Linked DNA regions of Gossypium hirsutum: region 1 is linked to region 2. The links are chromatin contacts, called in public Hi-C maps. All regions are on one chromosome and are shown on one strand. The core of a region is the stretch at or near the end of the contact, and the rest is flanking DNA. Distances in the headings are between cores, read along the strand shown. Region 1 has its middle 26 kb from the start of LOC107908276. Region 2 holds the start of LOC107909848 (teosinte glume architecture 1-like).

Region 1 (5,751 bases), core at 1,527-4,026, 73 kb after region 2:
TGATGAAATTGTGTAAACAAAGAAACCTAGGTAAGTGTTTACAAAGTGTAAGCTCTAACAAATTAAAATAAACACTTGAATAAAGAAATGAAACTAAACTCAATAAGAGTTTAGGTACAATCAACACTCTCTATAATAGCCCTATTTGTCTGTCAAAATTTTAGATGTTATAGAGAGGTAGTTATTATACACTAATAACAACATTTGAGGTTTAAATCATATTTAATTTTTTAATTTGAAAATTAGAAATTAGAAATTAATATTATTAATAATTAGTGAGATTTATATTATATCTTTAATAAAATTTACAAATGTAATTTTATTTGTTAAATATTATTTTCATTTAATAAAATATTATGGTTGTTATAGAAAAGTAATTTAATAAAGATTGAATTTAATACTTTATAGTTGTTATCGTCATAGATGAAAATCTATAATATAAGGTAAAAATAAAATATAAAAATGGATTTTACAAAAAAAAAATTGGCTTTTATAATTAAATGTTATTATATAAAGGATTCGTAGTATAAGTTATGACTATGAGAAGAATAAAAGAAAGAATTTTGAGTTATGAGCTCATGATTTTTGAAATTTGTTCTCTTATCTTCATTGGAGAGCTCTTGAACTCTCTGCAGTGGCGGAGCCACGTTGAGGCCCCGGGGGGCCATGGCCCCCTCAAGTTTAAATTTTTTTCAATTTAGTTTTTTTTTTTGTAAATTTAAATTATGACCCTCCCAAAAATATAAGTAGGCTCCTTAAGGTTTAAGATTTTTACAATTTTTCCCTTTGTATATATATTATAGCCCTCCTAAAAATATAAGTAGACCCCTCCAATATTTTTATAGGATTAAAACTAATATTAAAAAAAAATTATTCTTGATAAAAACAAAGAGAATCTTCTTGAAGAAGCTAAATTACCTATGATGACTTTTGAATAATATTTTTGTTAAATAATAATAAAATGATGTTTATTTAATAGTTTACTTAACATAGTAATATTTTATAAGTAATATAATAATATATATAAAAAGAAAAGAAAAGATGAAGAGACTTTTACATCTTTCTTCTTCATATTGGTGCTTAGCAAGAAAAGAAGAAAAAAGAATTTCTTTATCATTTTTCCTCCAAATTTATAGTATAAGGTATGTTCTTCTTCAAACTTTTCATAAATTTTGAATATTTGAAACTTATTTTACATATATGTACCAATAGTTTTTTGTTTTATCAAGTATATTAAAAGTTGCCATTAAAAGATATTGATAGAACTTGGGAGCTTATAAAATTAAGTGAAATGTGTATGTTTTTGGATGGAAAATGATTAGGAGACGATTTCTAACTTGTTAGAAGTGTAAAAATGAAACAAAAATAGTTAGATAATGTTATAGTAAGTTTCGGCCAAAGTGAAGGGGAGAAAGAAAACCTTGGTCACTCTGTTTAAAATAATTTCAAATGGTAGCTTGTGAAGCAGTGAGCATTCTTGTGAAAACAAAATAAAAAATAGTTAACCGAGTAAAATGATAGTTATTTTGTCTTAATTGTTGGAATACTGCTTCTTTTGAATATATTTTTTTTTATGTTTAAATCGATTGTTATGTTGGAATATTGCTTCTTTTGAATCGATTATTTATATGTTTAAATCGACTGTTATATAGCACTTTTAATTTTAACTTGGCCCCACAAGATTAATATCCTGGCTCCGACAATGACTCTGTGGCATCTTTTTTATTTCTATCCTTTTGGGGCAATTGTAAGGTAAAATTAGCCAGGAGTAATTAATTCGAGCACTAAAGTTACCTTGTAACCTATTGTACCAATACATATAAAGAGGGTATTAATATAATGAAGCCAAATATTGATACTCTTAGGTCAAATATTGATATATTGATACCTCAAGGATAGGTATTTGACTACCCAATGTATGGATACTAACTGTGGGGTATCGATATTTACTATACTAAAATACCTAAAATAAACTCCAAAACACTTTAAAGGAATTTGAGTTGTTGAAGGACATAAGATATTATTGAAATCAATGTCCTTGCTTGAAAACATTTTCTAAAATATTTCATTTATTTTCTAATATAAATTATTTCAGGAATAAAATAGAAAATTAGTTTTTTAAATAAAATTAAGACTTCATTAATAAAATAAAATGAGGGAAATAGAAAACTCCAAAGAACTCCGAGGCAACTAAACCAAGCCAATAGGCTCCTCCAATACACGTGAACCTAAACACCCTCATTAGAGATATCCAGATCTATCACGAAACAAATAGTTGAAGGATGACTATCCCAAAAAGCAATAGATTAAGAAAATAAAGTCGCTCGAGCGAGGGAGTGAGTTCCTTTATTTGCACTGTCGGACCCAACACAAGACAATACCTTGGAATTTAGCTTTTATCCGTAAGTAGTCGCGTATCATAGCACCAAATTCGGAGTTGTGCTCAGCAGGCGTGTTTAGAGCTATTATAGCTTCTTTGCAATCGGATTCGACCACCTCGTGATCAATGCCCATAGAACGAAGCCAGGAAAGAGCTTCCCATATGGCAACGACTTCATCCAAATGTGGTTCCTATGTAGTAGTAAAAAAACTAGAGATGCCCTTCAGAAACATCCTGTTATGATCACGCAAAATTATCCCAAAGCCAAAAAAATTCCATACCCGGAAATAACCAGCCATCGACTTTACATTTGACCCATGGCTGAGTCGGCTTCACCCAAGCAGACTGTCGCAAACAGTTAACAGCAGGAGGCTGCTGAACTTGCATAAAAGTGGCTTGGGCGTCCTTCCTGTCCAGCAGGAATTGCACAACAAACGCCACAATCGCAGGAGCCCCCACATCAATCGCCTTCCAGCAACGTATATTCCTGTGGAACCATAAGGACCATGTAACTAGCAAACCGTGATCCCTACGATCAGTGTCCAACAATTCAAACAGGTTATCAATAAAGTCCTGAACAGTACTGAAAGACATACCGAAACCAACTAACTTTCATACCTCAACAGCCTTTGGGCACCACATACGCACGTTTAAGGCTCTCAAGCGTACCACACCGAACATACCCCAGATCCATATTACACCCTCTCTCAAGTGGCCGGCTTTTAGACGGGACGAAACCCTTCAAGCATTTCCAAGTAAACAGCTTAACATTTGGAGGCAAAGAAAGCTTCCATAGCCGATCCCAAGGGCCATCAACCGCATGAGTGAGAATAGGTGTAAAAGGTGATACTGCTCGCTAGTAACTGGAGTAGACAATCAATCGGCTTTTGCCACGTTACTGCGATCTTGGGAATTTGGGACACATCACTTGGCGCTAGAATGCCATCAATAAAAGCTTTATCCCATGCCAAGCCATCACCAGTAAGTAACTCGTTAACACGCATATCCTCTAAGCCATCAAGAGGGTCCAGCTGAACAAAAAAAGAATCATCAACCGCCAGATCATAAGGATCGACAAAAACACAAATGTCAGTACCATTGCCAAAACGCCACCGAGCACCCCTTTTTAAGCAATGCCTTAGTAGAGAAAATACTCCTCCAAATTAATGAGGGATTAGCACCTTCATTGGACTCAAGAAAGCCACACGAAGGGAAATATCTAGCTTTGAAAACTCTAGTAGGAAGAGAATCGTGGTTAGAGAGAAACCTCCATCCCTGCTGGCAAAGCATTATCAGGTTGAAACAGTGAAGATGTCGAAAATCGAGCCCCCCGCCACCCCTCCCCCCAAAGTTTCTTTGGGTCACAAAGTCGGTCCCAAGAGACCCAACTAATACCTTTATTATTAGCACCGCTCAATCCCCACCAAAACGAATTCATCATGCGCTGCAACTCCTCACAAGTCCCCAATGACAGTAAAAAGACACTCATACAGTACACCAACAGTGCTTGAGCTACTGTTTTAAGAACCACATCCTTGCCCGGTCGAGACAATAATTTATTCTTTCAGCTGTAAAGTCTTTTACTAAGACGCTCATGGATAAAAGAGAACACAACCTTCTTATTTCACCCTACTAAAGACGGCAGCCCCAGATGCCAACCATGATCCACGGGAGCCGTTACCCCAAGAATCAACCAAGCTGCTTGCTTATCCGAAAGTTTTGTGTTCAAACTGAACATAACCCTCGACTTCTGATAATTAACAGCTTGACCCGAGGCAAACTCATAAGCCCGTAAGATATCTTTTATAGTTTGGCACTTTGAAGCCGTCGCACAGAAGAAGATAAAACTATCATCCACAAAGAAGAGGTGATAAACCGAGGGACTACGTCAACAAATAGATATGCCATGCAAAGCACCCTTAGCCTCCACCTGACTTAATAAGAAACTGAGACCCTCGACGCATTAGATGAAATAGAAAATTGTTCTTAAATGTTGTTATATCATAAGCTTTATAAATCAAAACTAATAACCTTTCTTTTTTTATACAACAAAAATTTAAGAAAGAGTTGCTTTGAAAAACTACTCCTAAATCATTTACACATATTCAAGTCATGAAGCTCGGACAATCCCTAAACAAATTTGAAGACTAAATTAATCTTGCTTAACAATGCAAGAAGCATGAATGAATTTCATAACGTATGTCATATATGCACATATGAACTTCAACATAATATCATTTGATAAACATGCACAAGGATACACAGATATAATCCAAGCATGATGTTAATAAGCTCATTGATACCAGTTAATATAGAAGAAAGATTTCAATAATCAACAATTGCATACTAAGCATTAGAATAATAGGAGCAATACGAGCATATGCAATTTTAGTAATTGTCCCCTTTACTACATATATATACACTTAAGAATTCAATAATCGAGCATATGCAATATCAGAAAAATATGTGGAATGTGAGCATATGCAATTTTAGTAATTGTCCCCTTACTACATGCATATATACCTCTCTACTAAATAAATGCATCTTAAGTTTCTTATATCTTTCTCCCGTTTTGATATATCAAAAAGTATAAAATAAGCATAATATACTAAAAATTAAATATAAAAAAATCAAAGCTACCTAAATATGGAAATCTATACAAAAAGTAGCTTAGTGATACTAAAAGCAAACATATACCAAATGTAAACACAAATGATACAAACTTGAAGAATAATCGAGAAAAAAAATCATAAAACATACATCATTGAATGAACAATATATATATATATATAATCAAAGTGTACTCCATTCAATAAACATGCTTAACATCATATATTATCACCATGTTTGGTACCAAAATTTTATGAATTACCAACCATGGGAATAGCAACCGAGAACAATATTACAATATGAAGGAATACTGGATATCAATATGAGTGTGATGTGTGGAAATTATGATATAACTGATATATTTGTCCAAGTCAAATATCATGTGGAAACTCAAATAGCTTCCAACACATGCAATGGTAAAAATCTTAAAAAGATTATCATTTAACAAACGTAAGATACTAAAAAAAGTAAGCTTATATCCTAATCCAAGTCTAATGCTCAAACCTATATGCAATTTCTAAATATATGCAATCATATTATATGCATATTAAGGAAATGGGGGTAATCATAGCTTTGCTTATAGATTTCAAACATTTAAAAAACAGTTTTTACTTTATAAGTGATCATCATGATAGTCAAAATAAGACAAACATTTTGAATCAATTTGAACATTTTCAACGATTTGAGTGTAAAATTTGTGGAGTTAAGGCTGGCCATGTAAACTTTGCACTTCATACTGCATGGGGTTTGAACACTACTAT
Region 2 (6,373 bases), core at 3,293-5,792:
CTCTCTATTCCCTCTTGTGTCACACTCAAGGCTCCTCGTCAAGAGCTAGTCTACATTCCTTTCACGTCAGTTCACCCATAGGAGATTTAACCCGCCATAGCTAAAAAGCTTCGAAAGAAAGGTTGAAGAATATCCTCCTTTTCTCTTCCCTCTTTTCACGTAAATATATTGATATTTATCCAAATAGCACATATGTCTTTTTCATCAGAAACATGCTGCCTCTGTACATACAAGTTAGTTGTACCAGACTGGACAGCTCACACTTCTTTGTTGTTATCCAAACAGCTATCAAGTGCGGTGACAATTCTGGGCTCAATCTGAAAACACTCATGCAACAACAACAGTACCAAAGCATGACAAAATTAAGGATAAATAGGTTGATCCACTGAGTTATAAAATACAATTTACTAAACTAAAAATATTAAAATATGTGCTAAAGATAACTAAATGGGTACAAATTAACCAATAAGTAGGGAAATACATATGTTCTTTCTAGTACTATCAGGCACATAAGTAACTTTCCTAATTTAGCTAGCATGATAGAAATTGCATTTTATTAAGTGAGGAATTATTGTGTCGTTAGACAAATTTATTCCCATATTATTGTGACATCATGCCACTAAAGAATACTCCAATTTTTTTTGCATTCTAAGCAACATATATTACTTTCAATCTTAATAAAGGGACAACCATTACCATATGACTGGAAGTTCGAATTTCGAAAATCTTAAGTATGAGATTGTTTTAGGTTTTTTTTAAAAACTAATAAGTTGGATGAGCTATTTATAAGTTTTAAAATTAGGGTTCTGGTAGGGTTTTAAGAGAACCTTAACACTCATGGGTGACGGGTCAATTTAAATATTCATTTCTTTTTCAAATAATCGACCACAAATAAAGATGTACAATTTTTTTAAATTTTACAAAAAGCTAGACACTCATGAGTGTCAAGTTCGTTTTAAATATTATCCACATGTTAAGAAAATAAGTTATATTGTTACAATTTAAATTTAATTATTCTACACAGAGTTCGGCACTCACCGATGTCAAGGTGTTTCAATAATTCCATAATAGTTATTCTAATTCTAATGAGATTCAAAAAACTTAATGGTGCAATACATTTTATTAAACTCTGACACCCATAAGTGTTGGGGTAACTATAACAACGTATATTCTGAAATTTAATTTTTAATGATACCTATTTTACTAAATGATAAAAGAACCTATTATACTTACGTACAAAAAGTGAATAGCTAGATCGGTGCAATTAAAATTAATAGTGGAATATGTTATTTGGATACAAAGTACAAACATAATAGTGATTATAAGATGAAAATGAAAATATTAATTAAATACATTAATATAAAAAAATTGGCTATATGTCTTTTTTTTAGATAATTATTTAGTATATAAATTATAAATATTTTAAAACTCCATAAGTGAATTTGAGATTTTTTTATGTAAATTTAAGTTGTATTTAAATAAATATAAATAAATAAATAATACAAAATCTCATCTCCTTTGGTGGAGTTAGAAAATTTTGTGTATCAAATAATTATTTTTATAAAAAAATATTTAAAAAATTAACATGTATTATTTTATACATTAACAGTTTTAATTAGTAAAAGAATTATTTAAAACTTATAGGTAATGACTTTTTTAGGGTTAAAGCGGACAGCCTAATGTCCCCTCTCTTACTCCATCATTATTCCATTTGTTGCTGCTACTGATGAAGAAAAACATCATATCCAAAATTACAAGTCAATAGAAGTATGGGTTAATACACTGAAAATCAAAATATTACACTTCAATTTTGTTTTATTTATTCCAAAATTAAATTGAACCCAATAGTCATGTTAATGGCATGATAAAAGGTTCCCAGGTGCAAAATTGGGTTCCAATATGATATAATCTCCCTCATTATTATATACCCAAATTAATATTTTCTTTATTATATAATCTTTTTTTTCTATTTTACCGAATTTCAGGTTTTGGCACAAAATTTAAAATAGAATCATGCATGTGCTTTTTCATGTGAAATAAAACAAATTCTGAAATACAATTGAATAGTGAAGTATAATCAAAACAATTTAATTCATACAAGAATCTTTTTAAAAATTCATAATTAATCATTTAACCGTCTAATTTTATAAACATAAATTATTTTAAATTTTCACTTTTTTTAATTTTTTAACTTACCCACCTCAAAATAGATAAAACAACAACAACAAATCATCCTAAAATTGAATTTGGGAAAAAAACATATTTTTTAAGAAAAATTATAATTTAAAAAACTAAAAATATATGATAAAATCAAATTAAAATAAAACTAAATAACCAAGACATTCAACAAAGGACAAACAAACAAATAAAATAGGAACCGGAAAGTGAAACACAACACATAAACCTTTTGTACCTTTTTCTTTCCCCTCTCCGGATAAAAGGTTGATACTTAAAAAGCAATTAGAACACCCTGTCACTTTCCTTGCCACTCGTTTCTTTTTTTCTTTCCAGCAACCATTATTTTTGAGTTTCATTTTATTATGCAACTTGTTTCTAACTTTCAAAGCTCTCTACACCTATAAAGTAAGCTGGAAACCTTACATGCTCATCTCCTTTGCCACTTTCACTTCTCTCTCTTAATCTCCATTGTTGAATAAATTATTAACCCTAGCTTAGCTTTCATAGATTAAGAAGCTCACAATCCCTTTCTTAAATGGCTATTTATTCTTGTGCTCAAAAGTAGTTTTTTTTTCACTTCACACTTCTTCCCGTTCCAACTTTTTTTTCTCCTTTTTCACAGCTTATCTGAAACTATCATTGCAGAACGTGCCCAGCTTCTGTTAGATTTCTCTCAGGTACCCCTTCACCCTTTTACTTACCTCTTTATATATGGTAAGCAAAATACTAATTCAAAGTGCTTCATTCTTTTTAAGAAATTAGATGTAACTCTATACTTTATGTTTATAAAAATCGTAGGGTTGTTTTAGGGGAGAAAGTTTAGGTCTCTTTATTACTTATCTACTAAATTTATTTTAATAAAATTTACATTTGTTACTGTTTGAGATTTACGTGGGTTCAACCTTAAACAATTTTAAAAAATATAAATAAAAATAGACGTGATATAAAAAATATTTTATTATATTTTTTAAACCGTATATATCAATTTTATAAAAATTAAATAAATGTATTTAATAGTAAACTAAAGTGGTTTCTTCTGGTCGTTGCAATGATAACTATATGTCACGGTTGAAAAAGACCCATATGGGCTGTGCCCCTCTTTTTTAGTAAATCAACGGGGTTTAGTATATTCACCAACCTTTGCTCCAAGTTTATAAAGTGAAAAAGTCTCTACTTTGGGAAATACCCACTTAACCTAAGAACAAAAAAACAACTACTAACATGTTCTTTTTGGGGTTCAATACAAGTTCAACATTTCCAATGAATTATTATTTAAGCCCAATTGGGATTTTAAAAAGTTTTAAGAGTTTTGTTTCAATATAAAAAGGAAAAAGAAAAACACATTGTGGCAAAGGCCTTTCTTTGTTTTCCAAAAATATCTTCCATGCTACTTGTGGTTGGGATGCGAGTGCCGACTCCATTGATGTCACACTGTTTACAACATTTCCAATGTCCTATTTTTAAATTCAATTCCCAAAAGCCTTGTTACCTATTAAAATTATAAAAAAAAACTATAAATTTAACTTTAAATATCATAAAAGTTGGGGGGCCTATTACCATTAAGACCGCCTTCCTTTCCTTTCACACTCTTTTCCTTGACAAATGTATGATGTTTTAAAGTTTCTTTTTAATATTCATATATTTATAAAACAACAAACGTAGATAATGAGAGTCATTAAGATCATTCAAATAGCTAAACATCTTGAAATTTTTAAATATAGTCATGTTTTGCTCTTATATGAATCATAATAACATGGCTGAACAGGACAATGGAAGAGTCAACATTAGACTTCTTTTTATACTTCTCCCATTGTAATAGCAAGTATGTTCATGACTCTTTTGACACATTTACAACTTTGCACCATCATTCCCATTCAATTTTTTTTCAAGTTATAATTCAAAATTTCATTTCTCCCATTTAAACTTATTAAGTAGTAAGTATTAATTGTCAACGACTCTTTAATTTGGTCATATATGATGAGTCACTTATAGTAGGCGGATGGATGGATCATTTTTATGAGTTTCCAACCCAACCCAACCAATCATCCCCTTCCTCTTGTTCTTCATCTTGAAATGACCCAAAAAAGGAAACAAACTTTGTAGTCCCAATATATTTTAATAAAACCCAACTCTCCGAAGTAGAAATTTAACATTTTTCTAGATTTGGTTTAATTCCCATTATTTGTTTCTAAGGAACGTTTTTAAGAGGGGCTTGAATTTACGTTATAGTTTGATTAAGGTGATGGGACTGAAGAACAAGAAATAAGAATACATTGTAATGTTTGCAGCGATATTGAGGTGTTTAAAGTCCATTGTAACTCAGCAGGTGAATTAGGAATCGCCAGCCATTGTTGGATTTGAGAGTATTGGTACCGTGAAGGGTGCCATTGATGGAATCAGCACCGTCATCTGCTTCGTTTAAAAGGGCTCGGCCGCCTGGTTCCGGTAACCAAGTACCTTCATGCTTGGTTGATGGTTGCACTGCGGACCTCAGCAAATGCAGGGACTACCATCGACGCCATAAAGTATGCGAAGTCCACTCTAAAACCCCAAAAGTCTCAATTAGGGGTCAAGAACAACGATTTTGTCAGCAGTGCAGCAGGTAACAATTGAATCGCTTTATGCAGATTGAACATGGAGTTTAATAGATTTTGCTTTCCTCAATCATTTTACTTCTTTCCATTGCCTCCTCATCTGCTGATTTTTTTTCCCTATATGGATCGATTCTTGCTTAGCAATGCGTTATTACTCCGAATTTGGGTATTTCCTTTGTGTTTTAAGGTTTATGAGTATGATTTGTTTATCTTGAGATTAGAATCGATAAAGCTGTTTAGTCTCCGCTAAAACTCTCCTTTTTCATGATGGAAATTAATTCTATCAAGTGAGAAATTCTCTTGTGATGCATCATGAAAGTTAATGGCATCGATAAATGTTCTAATGTGATTTGCTCCTTAGCAAGATTCTATCACATGCTTTCATTCTTAGCTTATTTTGTTTCATAAATGGTAAGAGTTTGTTTCTGGTGAATGCAATGTTATTAGGTTTCATTCGTTAGTGGAGTTTGACGAAGGGAAACGAAGCTGCCGGAAGCGTCTAGATGGACACAACAGACGGCGGAGAAAGCCTCAACCTAATGCTTTGACTGTAAATTCTGGAAGCTTACTTTCAAATCCCCCAGGTATGCCTTCATATTCCCATGCAATGGCTTATTTGTGATGTATTTTGATAAGAATTAGACTCTTAACGCAGGGAGTAGATATTTACTATTCAGCAGCCCCCAAATATTTTCCACTACATCCATGACCGATTCTTCGACTGGGGCGGTGAAAGTCAAAACCGATATAAGTTCATCGTTAAACTTCAGCAGCCGAAATAGCTCGTTCGTTGGAGCCTCATCTCTCAACTACAAAGGAGAAAGGCAGTTCTCATTCTTACAAAGTGCTAATTCATCACACCCAGGAGTTTCTGTTTGTCAACCGCTTGTCAATGCTAATCCTTCATCAAGCAATGGTGGCATCAGCCAGAAAATGTTGTTGAATGGGTTAAATCGAACCGTCGAGTCTAATCGTGCTCTCTCTCTTCTGTCATCACAACCGGCTGAGACTCGGGAGATTAGTTTGAGCCCTATGATGCAGTCTGGCTCAACCTCATCCTTGATCCCAAACTTGCAATATAAAGGTCTAGGAATGGAGGGGGAGCAAGTAGGAACCATTTTGGCCACTGATCAAAGTGCCAATACTGATCTCCATGGAAATGGAGTGTTTCGAATCGGACATCCCGGATCATCTGCAAGTGGTACTCACCATAGACTCACCTTCTCATGGGAGTAAATATATGCCATTTCCAACTATATGTTCAAATCATAACGTTTTTCCTTTAATTATGTAGCACTTGTTTTAGTAAGTTCCCAAGGATGTATGAACCTTTTGATATGGACTTGTTTATGAGCCATTTCCATGTACCTTCAAATTATTATTTAATGCAGGCAAATGACACAGTTCTCATTACAAGCTGCCCAAGTTAATTTAACATTGTCTCAAGGTTTCAAACACCAGATCTCAAACTTGAAAGTGATTGCATATGAAGTATGTCTTTCGCTGCAATCAGGGTATTTGAAAGAGATGTCTTTTGATGATGATGGAATTCGATTGGTTCAAATTGGGGTTTGAATTCGAGTAGATCGGATTGGTTTTTT

What was found. A called contact is a pair of places that touch in the nucleus more often than the background predicts.
Region 1: a Hi-C map of petal shows a contact between it and region 2, with 4 times the contacts expected there. The contact joins the enhancer-like site here to the promoter of LOC107909848 in region 2. A contact is called at or near these places in 4 of 34 Hi-C or Micro-C datasets (anther, leaf, petal and 1 more).

The regions. Positions count from the first base shown.
Region 1 is chrD02:55,832,640-55,838,390 of Gossypium_hirsutum_v2.1, forward strand. No RefSeq gene overlaps it. Among protein-coding and RNA genes, the nearest start is that of LOC107908276, 26 kb to the left of the region's middle. Within about 2 kb of position 2,777, at least 4 of the 9 cell types and tissues checked have an H3K27ac peak or open chromatin away from gene starts, as enhancers often do.
Region 2 is chrD02:55,758,199-55,764,571 of Gossypium_hirsutum_v2.1, forward strand. LOC107909848 (teosinte glume architecture 1-like) reads left to right here and starts at 4,543. Exons shown (of 3, transcript NM_001327023.1): 1 at 4,543-4,780; 2 at 5,220-5,356; 3 at 5,428-6,051. The coding sequence starts at 4,569. The coding sequence ends at 6,008.